2 separate regions of the Gossypium hirsutum genome follow, and region 1 is linked to region 2. The links are chromatin contacts, called in public Hi-C maps. All regions are on one chromosome and are shown on one strand. Each heading gives the region's core, a stretch centred on a gene start, on an enhancer-like site or on the middle of the called end of the contact. The rest is flanking DNA. Distances are from core to core; before and after follow the strand shown.

Evidence for each region. A called contact is a pair of places that touch in the nucleus more often than the background predicts.
Region 1: a Hi-C map of fibers shows a contact between it and region 2, with 5 times the contacts expected there. The contact joins two enhancer-like sites. A contact is called at or near these places in 7 of 34 Hi-C or Micro-C datasets (fibers, hypocotyl and leaf).

What each region holds. Positions count from the first base shown.
Region 1 is chrA12:49,393,416-49,398,701 of Gossypium_hirsutum_v2.1, reverse strand. No RefSeq gene overlaps it. Among protein-coding and RNA genes, the nearest start is that of LOC107939649, 15 kb to the left of the region's middle. Within about 2 kb of position 3,476, at least 9 of the 9 cell types and tissues checked have an H3K27ac peak or open chromatin away from gene starts, as enhancers often do. A contact at or near this core is called in fibers and hypocotyl, where this site is marked.
Region 2 is chrA12:48,919,212-48,924,626 of Gossypium_hirsutum_v2.1, reverse strand. No RefSeq gene overlaps it. Among protein-coding and RNA genes, the nearest start is that of LOC121210789, 15 kb to the right of the region's middle. Within about 2 kb of position 3,341, at least 5 of the 9 cell types and tissues checked have an H3K27ac peak or open chromatin away from gene starts, as enhancers often do. A contact at or near this core is called in fibers and hypocotyl, where this site is marked.

The DNA of each region.
Region 1 (5,286 bases), core at 2,227-4,726, 470 kb before region 2:
TGGATAAAAAATTTAAATAATTAAAAAATCTAAAAAGTATAAATCAAAAAAATCAAAACATACAAAAGGAAACAAAAAGAAAAATATATCAAATGATTCAAAGAGAAATGAACATGAAATGAATTGATGGGCATTAGAGAGAGATGAAGTTGGACATCCCATGAGACATGAAATTGACGAAGTTATCTCCCTTTGTTCAGTTTAGCTCGTATTTTCAATTCCTGAACTAAATTTTTCGGGAATTTGGTCATTTGACCAATGCATTTGGGACTACCTAAGTTTGGAAGTTATTGATGATACATCCAAGTCAGAAAAGCCAAGGTGAAAAGAGAAACTTTTCTAGGTTTTTCATTTCATATGAAATATTTCACGTTGCATTGTTTTCTCTACTCAAAGATTAAGTCTCTGTATATTTTTAAAACAAGAAACAAAAATTTGAATAATTGTTCGGTAATAGTTTAAAAAATTGTTAATATTTTAGAGGAAGTAAATTAAATAATATGATATTAATGTAAATTATGGCACTTAGATAGTTGAATTTAAGTTAACTTGATTTTTTTACCATATTTACGAAGGTGACATTAGTTTAAAGTGAACACAATATAACTAGTGTTAAATACTCTTATTGTTGAGCATGTTTTGGAGGCATATCAAGGAATATTTAAAAATACTTTTTAAAAATATATTTTTATATTTTTAGAATTATAATTAAAATGAAAATCCTTCTAAATGTTGAGAACTAATTTTATTGAAATTTTAAGAATTAGTACTAAAATGACAAATTTTATAAACATTGAGGGTTAAATTTGTTTATTTTTTTTTTAAATTTTATGATTAAATTGTTAGAATGTGTAAACAATGAAAGGTTAAAATTGTTATTAGACAAATAAAAAAAAGCCTACGTCAATTTTCTGTCATTTAACAATAACTAATAGAAATGTAATTAAAATATTTAATTTCAAAAAATTAGTGAATAAATTGATAAAAATAGAATTAAAGACATAGTTGGATAACTGTTTTTGTAGTTTACTCTTTTATTAATAACTGAATTTAAATTTAAATTTAAATTCTTTTTAAAAATATCTTAAGCTGATTATTCTCCATTTGAGTGAAAAAAAAAAGGGAATACAGTAAAGATACAGAGAGGAAATGGCTAAGCGAATCCATGCCTCTATGGGAAACAGCATTGACAGCTGCTCATCGCATCCTAAACAATCAACAACCTTAACCATAATCATGGAGCCTTTTTTATTACGAAAATTATTTTTAATTTTTTTTAAAATTAAAATTCCTTTCATATTTTGAGATTATTTTAATAATATTATTCTTAAAGTTGAATCCGAATTCTCCTTATATTATTACATTCAATACTAAGAAATATATATATAAAAATTAAAAATACTAAATTAATATGATAAATTATGCATTTGCAAATTAAAATCAATCACAAAATTAGACTTGAACAAAACCTAAGAATACCATTGATTCATATATATTTTAAGTTATAATTTCTAAAAAGTTAATTTTATAATTTTTTAAAGTTACAATTTAAAATTATATTAACAACATCTATTATATTCGTTCAAAAAGAAAAAAAGATTTTATTTTAAATTTCTTCTTTTATAAATTACATAAATGTAGACTTAACTACTCTTTAATCTTTAAATAAAAAAAATAATGGCGCTTTAAAACACTTGAATCCACTTTCTCTTATAATAATAATATCAAAACTAACTAAATTAGAATAAAACTTAATAATTAAAATTAGGTGTAAGTGAGTTTTTGTTTAGTGCACAAACCTTTTCTTATTCCAGGGTCCATAAGAAGTTATTTCACTACACAAGAATAGAATCTATATCGTGATTTTGTTTCACCCACTTTTGGTGATCAGAGTGAAAGTGATACATTCCAACTGGAAAATCCCAATTCATTAGCCAAAATCTTCATACAATATACATTCACATGCCAACCAGCATGAAAATCAACTAATTTTTTTTTAAAGACAAAAACCAATAAAAGCCCAAACTTTGTAAATATATAATAATTTGGAGACTATATCCAAATATATGTTTAATAAATATATTTACCATCGCCATGATTTACACTATGTATACGTTTACTTGATTAGTAAGAAAATTTTATAATGAATAAAAAAATGGAAAACTCTCTGTCTGTTGATGCTATTTCTTCTCTGCCGGAAGATGAAGATGGTGGTGTTGATCAGGTAGTTGCTGATTGCAACACGAAAAAAGTCCAGTTCAAAAATGGTAGTGAAGAGGAAATTATTGATATGGTGGTTGAATCCAGTTTTGGCCCTACGATCTCTTGGAAGGACAAACTTTTGGGGGTTACTTTTGGGTCTCTGAATAAGAAAGGGTTGGAGTCTCCTGGTGTTAGTGCTGATGAAGATCTGGAATTTTTGGATGGAGATATACATAATCTTTCGTCAATGGAATTCCTACTATTGACTTTTTCTGAAAGAATCCAACAAATTTTATTTAAAGAAATGGAGTCCACGGTTGTCTTAAAATTGCTTGGAAGGAATGTTGGGTATGGGGCGCTTCACAGTCGTATCAGTAGCCTATGGAATCCATCCATGCCCTTCCATCTCATGGATATTGAGAATGGATATTTTCTGGCTAAGTTTCAATCAACTGGCGATTATGCTAAAGTACTGTCGCAGGGCTGGTTAATTTATGGATAATATTTGACTGTCCAACCTTGGACCAAAGAGTTTACCCCCTCACAACCATATCCAACCATGGTGATGGCTTGGATAAGACTTCTAGGCGTTCCAGGGTACCTGTACAAAAAGAAAATAATTGAGGAAATTGAAGGGACCATTGGCAAAGTGCTCCGGTTAGATTTTAACACGGATAGCAGAGCTAGAGGCAGATTTGCTAGGATGGCCGTCTACAACAACCTGGATAAGCCCCTGATTGCTCAAGTTCGTGTTAATGGTTTGTATCAGAAGGTTGAATATGAAGGTCTTCCTACGATTTGTTTTACATGTAGGAAATATGGACATACCAAAGAATTTTGCGGCTCATTGCAACCAGAGGCTTCATCGGAGAAGGACCAGTCGGGAGTTACTCAGGCTAAGGAGGTCAGCGAAGGTGAAAGCGCCGTTTACGGGCCTTGGATGGTAGTGGAGAAGAAAGCAGTGCGAAATTTCAGGAGTAGTAATTCCTGCAAAGCTAGTTTTCGGGAAAGAAAATCAGGTTCTCGATTTGATGCTTTAGTAGATATGGAAGTTTTGGATTTGGAAGCTGAAATTAATAAAGGAAATGAGGGTCAAACGGCTGAATTGAAGGATATCTTCAAATCTGGAAAATTTATTGAGAATTTGCGGATGAAAAATTGGGAAAACTCTATTTCAGAAAGGAGCAGATGGGGGCTGTTAATGAGGATGTCAGTCGGTCAACTGGTAATAAAAGCAGGCCAGCTGTGAGTGGTCCAGTGGACCGTTTACCTGCTAATAAAATCAATGGAGCAGTCGGCCCAATAAGGCCAAACACAAATACGGACAAGCCTGGTAGTGAGCTGGATCAGGCCAATGAAATTTTGGGCCATTCTTGCATAGCGCCGAATCGTTCTATTAATGAAGCAGGGGGCTGCACTAATTCATTGATTATTCCTTCCATTAAAAATCCGATTGGCGCAGAATGTTTAAAATTTTCTTCGAATTTTATTAATGCTTCATCTATGAATATTTCTTGTATTAATCCTGTCCTTAGTGGACAGGAGGAGAGCGTGGGAGATGGATCAAATGCGCAAACCATGTCAATTTCCTCAATGTCAGAACCGGTTGATATCCAAGTGGCTGATTTCCCCGGTGGTTTTAACTCAAATAGACACACTGCTGTGTCCTTCAATGTGAAAGGAACAGCTGGAGGGGACCCTTTAAAGAAGACTAATGTGATATCCCCTGGTGGTAATAAAATTCGGAACTTGGGGAAATCGATGGGGAGTAAAGATTGGGTTTCCGACCTACTAAAAAAATTAATAAAATCACTCAAAAGGGAAAGGGGTTAATTTTAGAACTAAAAATAATTCTAAAATTCCTTTGAGTGATTCTATATCTAAGTTGGCTCAAACAGTCTCCATGGTACGAAGTGCTGAATCAGAAGCTGTTGCTCCAGACCCAGGTAAAAGAATTTAAGAACGATTTTTTAAGGTTCTGTTAGTAAGGTTTTTGGTGTTATTTATTTTTATTAATATATTCCTATCTATTTTTATGGATTCGAAATTATCAATATTTTCTTGGAATTATCAAGGTTGTGCGAGTAATAAATTTCTTCGGGCTTTTCGTGAGTATAATTTTGAGCATAACACTACAAGAAAACAGACTTTTAGCGGCGTTTGAAAAGAAAACGCCACTAAAAATTGAATAAATCGAGTATTAGCGGCGTTTTTAAAAAAAACGCAGCTATAGATCGAGAATTAGCGGCGTTTTTAAGAAAGCTTTTTATAAAAATGCCACTAAAAGATTAAGCCGAACGGCGTTGTTTATTGTGAGCTTCAGTGGCAATAGCGGCGCTTTATCAAAAATGCCGCTATTAGTGGTGTTTTTCAGAAAGCGCCGCTATCGGTCGACCTATAGCTGAACTGCGTCATTTATTTTGAGCTTCAGTGGCAATAGCGGCGCTTCCTCAAAAACGCCGCTATAGATTGAGTATTAGCGGCGCTTTTTAAAAAACATCGCTATGGATTTGAGTTTTAGTGGCGCTTTTCAAAAAACGCCGCAATAGATTTGAGTTTTAGTGGCGCTTTTTGGAAAAACGCCGCTATAGATCTAAACTATTTTAAGGTTTATAGATTATGGGTTTAAGGGTTGGTTTAGAGTTGATGGTTTATGTTTTATGATTTAGGGTTTTAAAGATTGTAGTTAAGGGTTTAAGGTTTAGATTAATTAGTATTTTTAATTTATATATTAAATAGTCTATTATATAGTTGTAAAAGAGATAATATTAAATTTAATATATTAAAAATATAACAAATTATTTATTGAAAAATAAAAAAAAAGTAGCAAATTGATATGGATAGGTAACTATCTATTTTGGATAGGACCAAATTATAACAAATAAAATAAGGTCTTATTTTTATTTTGATTTTATTTTGATCATATCTGAAACTGACTTTATAAACAATATAAATTAACTACACCATTCTCTAAACCCTAACCCACTAAACCCTTAAATTACCAAACTTGTAAACCCTAAGTCTCAAACCATAAACCCTTAAAACTCTAAACACTACCCTAACCATAAATCCTAACCCATTAAC
Region 2 (5,415 bases), core at 2,092-4,591:
CGGCTTAAGCAATGAATTTAATTAAACAAATAAAACAAATAAAAGGGCATTAGATCGGTGTATCTATTATATTTTCTTACATTTATATCATATAAATATTGAGAATATACAAAATTTATCTTAAAAAAACTATGCCCGTAGTGTGGCTTTTCTCTGAATGCCCGTAGTGTGGCTTTTCTATTCTTAGTTTTTTTAGGAAGTTTTCTGGAGTCTTTTTGTGTTTTGGTTCTTTTTGCGAAGATATGGAGAATATCTTAGCAAGTTTACAAATCGAAAAGGAAGAGGAGAGTGGAGATAAAGAGTTGTGGGAGATTGAAATAGAAGAAAACTTAACGGAGCAGGCCATTAATTTTTGTTTAGTCGGTTGTTTCCTTACAGCAACGACTATCAATTTCCATTCTATGCGCACGGTGATGGCCAATCTCTGGCATCCTATGGAGGGGTTTCTATTACTGACATTGGTGAAAAAAGAATTCTTTTTCGTTTCTTTTGTGAAGTGGACAGGATAGAGTGGTTAAAGGGTCACCATGGACCTTCAACAATCATTTGCTCATCATCTCTATGCTAAAAGAGGGGGAAGACCCGCTGGAAGTGCCTCTCAATAACGCCAATTTCTGGGTTCAGATCCATGATTTACCTTTAGGTCTGTATTCAGAAAATATTGCAAGACAGTTTGGTGACTTTATAGGTTCTTTCATAGAGTATGATACAAAAGCCATTACAGCAGGTCTATGGAATTTTATGAGAATTAGAGTGCAAGTGGATGTCCGAAAACCTTTGAAGAGACGGAAGCGATTACTGGTTGCTAAATTGAAAGAATTTTGTGTCAGTTTTAAATATGAAAAGTTAAAAACTTTTTGTTTCTTATGTGGACGTCTAGGACATGGAGAAAGCTTTTGTTCGATTCAAATGTATCATGGGAGTAAAGATTTACTGATGGGAAGGGATATTTCCTTAATTGCTCTTCCTCGACGAGCGGTGGTAGGTGGGAGTCTTTGGCTTAGGGATTCCGTTACAGATTGGGGAGTAATGGCAGGGGCATCAGGATCAAATTCAGGGAGCGATTTTAGGAATCAACATATTCCTAATTTGATGCGCATTTATGAAGCAAATTTGGGGTTAAACTTGATGGGTAAGTCTTTTCCCCCCCAAGGCAATAGCATTAATGAAGAGGATTTTATGGATGATGGATCAATGAATGAGGAAGGGCCTATTCTTGTCAATGAAGGAAAAAAAATTGAGGCCCAATTTTGTGCAGGAAGTTGCAATTCAAAGCGATTCTTCTGAAAGGCATAGGGAACGGACGAACTTTTATCAAAATGAGATATCAGCTGAACCTGGGGAGCGGGTCAGCCGAATATTATGAAAATTTTAAGTTGGAACGTCCGTGGACTGGGGAATCCATGGTTGGTCCGACGTGTTCAGCATTTTCTGAAAAAAATCGCCCCCATATTTTTTTCTTTATGGAAATTAAAGTTGATAGAAGTAGAATGGAAAGAATAAGGAGAAAGTTCAGGTATCAGAATGGAATTGAGGTTGCGGCCAATGGTACTAGGGGTAGTCTTTCTGTTGGATGGACTAATGAGGTTGATATTCGACAATTGGGTTATAATGACAATTGCATTGATGTTATGGTCATTAATAACAAAAATAGACCTGATTGGCGTCTTACTGAGTTTTACAGAGCTCCTGATGTTAGAGATAGAATTGGTTCTTGGAATCTGCTTAGAAACCTCAGTCATAATTTTTCGGAAGCATGGGTCGTGTTGGGTGATTTTAATGAAATATTATCTAATCAAGAGAAATGTGGAGGAAGACTTAGAGGGGAAAAACAAATTGAAGCTTTCAGAGATGCTTTGGATTATTGTGGACTCACGGATCTTGGTTACCAGTCGTTGGTATACTTGGGAAAGGGGGAATTTTGAGTCTACCAATATTCGAGAAAGATTAGATAGAGGAGTTGCGAATTTCCAATGGTATAATTCTTTCTCTAATTATAAGCTTGTTCATTTACCAAATTCGACTTCGGATCATTGCCCTATTTTCCTTGATTCTGATTTTTTTTGCTAATGATAAATATGTAGTTAAGAATCGAGATTTCCGATTTGAAAAAATATGGTTATTGGAAGTCATGTTATGCTGAAGTTAAGTTTTTGTGAGAATTGAATAAGCATCTTAATGTTCCGAAGCGTCTCCATGCTGTTGGCAAAGGTCTCAGTAGATGGGCAATGAGGATTAGGAGGGAGAAATATGGTAAAGTGATTTCTTTTAAAAGCAGATTGAATACTCTTGACAACACCCCTCCTAATGACGAGACCTTGGAGGAAATTATTGAAGCTAAGCTAGATCTTAATCTGGAAATAGATAAAACCAAAATGTACTAGGAACAGAAGGCCCGATCTAATTGGCTTAAGAATGGGGATCATAATATAAAATTTTTCCACAGTCTTACTTCTAACAAACGCCGTATGAATAAGATCATGAGACTCAAATGTGAGGATGGTTCGGTTATTACTGAGGAAGATGAGATGATGAAGACGACAGTCAGCTATTTTAAGGAATTATTTACTAGTTCTTGGCAGAGGGATGATGATAATACGTATGGAGGAGTTTCCTCAAGAATGTCTCCATCTATGAATGAAAAACTATTGCGTGAGTTCAAGGTTGAGGAAATCAGAGAGGCTCTTTGGGAGATAGAGCCGACTAAAGTGCCAGGAGTTGATGGTTTTCATGTTATTTTCTTTCAAAAGTTCTGGCACAAAATCGGACAGGATGTAGCGAAGTTTTGTTTACAAGTCATTAATAGGGAGACTTCACTTCATGAAGTTAATTCTACCAAGATTATTCTCATTCCCAAAGTAAGTGATGCAGATATGATGTCTCTATTTCGCCCTATTAGTCTATGTTCAGTCTTATACAAAATAATTTCTAAGACCATTGCTAATAGATTGAAATTGGTTTTGGACCAATGCATTGATCATGCTCAAGGAGCGTTTGTGCCGGGTAGACTAATCTTAGATAATGTCCTTGTGGCATATGAAATTTTACATGCTTTGAAAAAGAGGAGAAAAGGGAAAAAAAGGTTTTTTTGCGTTAAAGCTTGACATGAGCAAAGCTTACGATAGAGTGGAATGAGGTTTTTTAGAAGGAATGATGAAGCATATGGGTTTTGCGTCGGAATGGATTAGTTTGATAATTTATTGTATCTCCTTGGTGTCTTATACTGTCAATTTCAATGGGTCCTCGAGTGAGAATTTTTTCCCTCAAAGTGGACTACATCAAGAGGATCCTTTAAGCCCCTACCTTTTTCTGATTTGTACGGAGGGCTTATCAGCTTTATTAGATTCTGCTGTTCAGACATGCAACTTAAGAGGGGTGAAAGTTTGTAGAGGAAGCCCTGCTGTCACTCACCTATTTTTTGTTCATGACAGTATTATTTTTGGCGATGCAAACGATACAGGAGGGCGGGTTTTGATGGATATTTTGAAACGTTATGAAACTGCGTTAAGGCAGAAGATAAACCTTGATAAGTCACAGATTTTCTTCAGCTCAAATGTCTCTGATATTTCTTGTAGTCGTTTGGTGCAGATGTTAGGAGTTCGGCGATCACTATGTATGGAAAGATATTTGGGTCTCTCTACGATGGTTGGGAGGAAAAAGAAGGATGTGTTTCAACATATTTGTGATAGGATGAGGATGAAAGTTCAGAGTTGGGGAGATAGACTTCTTTCTCAAGGTGGAAAAGAAGTTTTTATTAAAACGGTCCTTCAAGCTATTTCTACATACTCGATGTTGTGTTTCCTGTTTCCTAAGACGTTGCGTATGAAGCTTGAAAGTATCATGAGTAGGTTTTGGTGGCAAAAAAGTTCAACTTGAAATGGAATGCACTGGTGTAACTAGGCTAATCTCAGTATCCCTAAAAATTGTGGTGGTATGGGTTTTAGGGATCTTGGCAAGTTTAATATTGCCTTTTTAGCGAAACAAGGTTGGAGGTTAGTTACTAATCTGAATTCTTTATTGGGACGTATTTATAAAGCTAGGTACTATCCCCATACCTCATTTTGGAATGTCACATTAGGCACTAATCCGTCGTATACTTGGAAGAGTATTTTTGCGGCCAGAAAGGTTTTAGAAGATGGTTTGGGCTAGAAAGTGGGATCAGGTTCCCAAATATCAATTTTGCAAGATTGTTGGTTACCTCGTTGGGCAGGGGGAAAAATTCACGCTACTCCTGCAAACAGCATGTTTGACAAAGTGTCAGAGCTTATTGATTATTCTACTAAGTCCTGGAAAGTGGATTTAAATAGTAGGTGTTTTACCCCTTTGGAAGCTATTGTAATCTGTTGCATTCCTCTTTCGGTTTACAACTCTAAAGATAGAATGGTGTGGTTTGCTGATAACTTTGGCAGGTATACGGTTCGTAGTGGGTATCGCTGTCTTGTTGGTTCGCGGGTTGAAGACGCTATGAATACTGACTCTTCAGGAGTTTACAAAAATATTTGGGAATTAAATCTTCCCCCAAAGATCAGAATCGCTGTTTGGCGATTTACAAAAGATTATATTCCTGCTACTGTTAATCTATACAATAGACGTTTTAGCTCTTCCCCAAGTTGCCCTAGCTATGGTGAAGCCTCGGAGAATTTCATGCATACTCTCCTAGTTTGTGGACCTGCGAAAGATGTTTGGCAATCAATGGGAGTTGACTAGTCAAATTTCAATGAGAGTATGGATTTTTGTACCTAGCTCAACTTGGTTTTTCAAGACAGAAGGCATGATTTTGGTGAAATTGCTACAACCACAGCCTGGGCACTCTGGCAAGCCCGAAATAAACGCACAATGGAGGGAAAGCGACAATCAGCCGAAGATATCTGCTCTCTTACTTTCAGTATTATAAAGGAGATGTGTAAGTTGAAAGAGAGAATACCTGCTCCGGTGAACAAAATGAATCCCATTTGGATGCCTCCTCAAGAACCTTTTGTTAAGGTAAATTTCGTTGCTGCATTTAGAATAACTCTTCGTCAGTCATCTTCTGGTTTTATTATCAGAAATTCTAGGGGTCAGGTGATGGGATACGGAACCATTTTTAATAAGTTTGTCTCAGATTCGTTCACTGCTGAGGCTATAGCCTGCCTTCAGGCTCTGGATTTCGCTAGGGATATGGGTTTTACTCATGTGCAAATGAGGGTGATTCTAGAACTACGATTGCTAAAATAAACCAAGTTCTTCCAGATTTTTCAGACATGAGGACTTACATCGAAGAAATAAAGATACAAGCAAGTTCTTTTCAGTGTATTTCCTTTTAGCATGTTGACAGACGAGCGAACATGGTGGCTCATATGTTAGCAAAAGAGAGGATGTTGATTTCGGAAGATAGTTTCTGGGTACAGGACTTACCGGTAGTGGCAGAAGTTTACT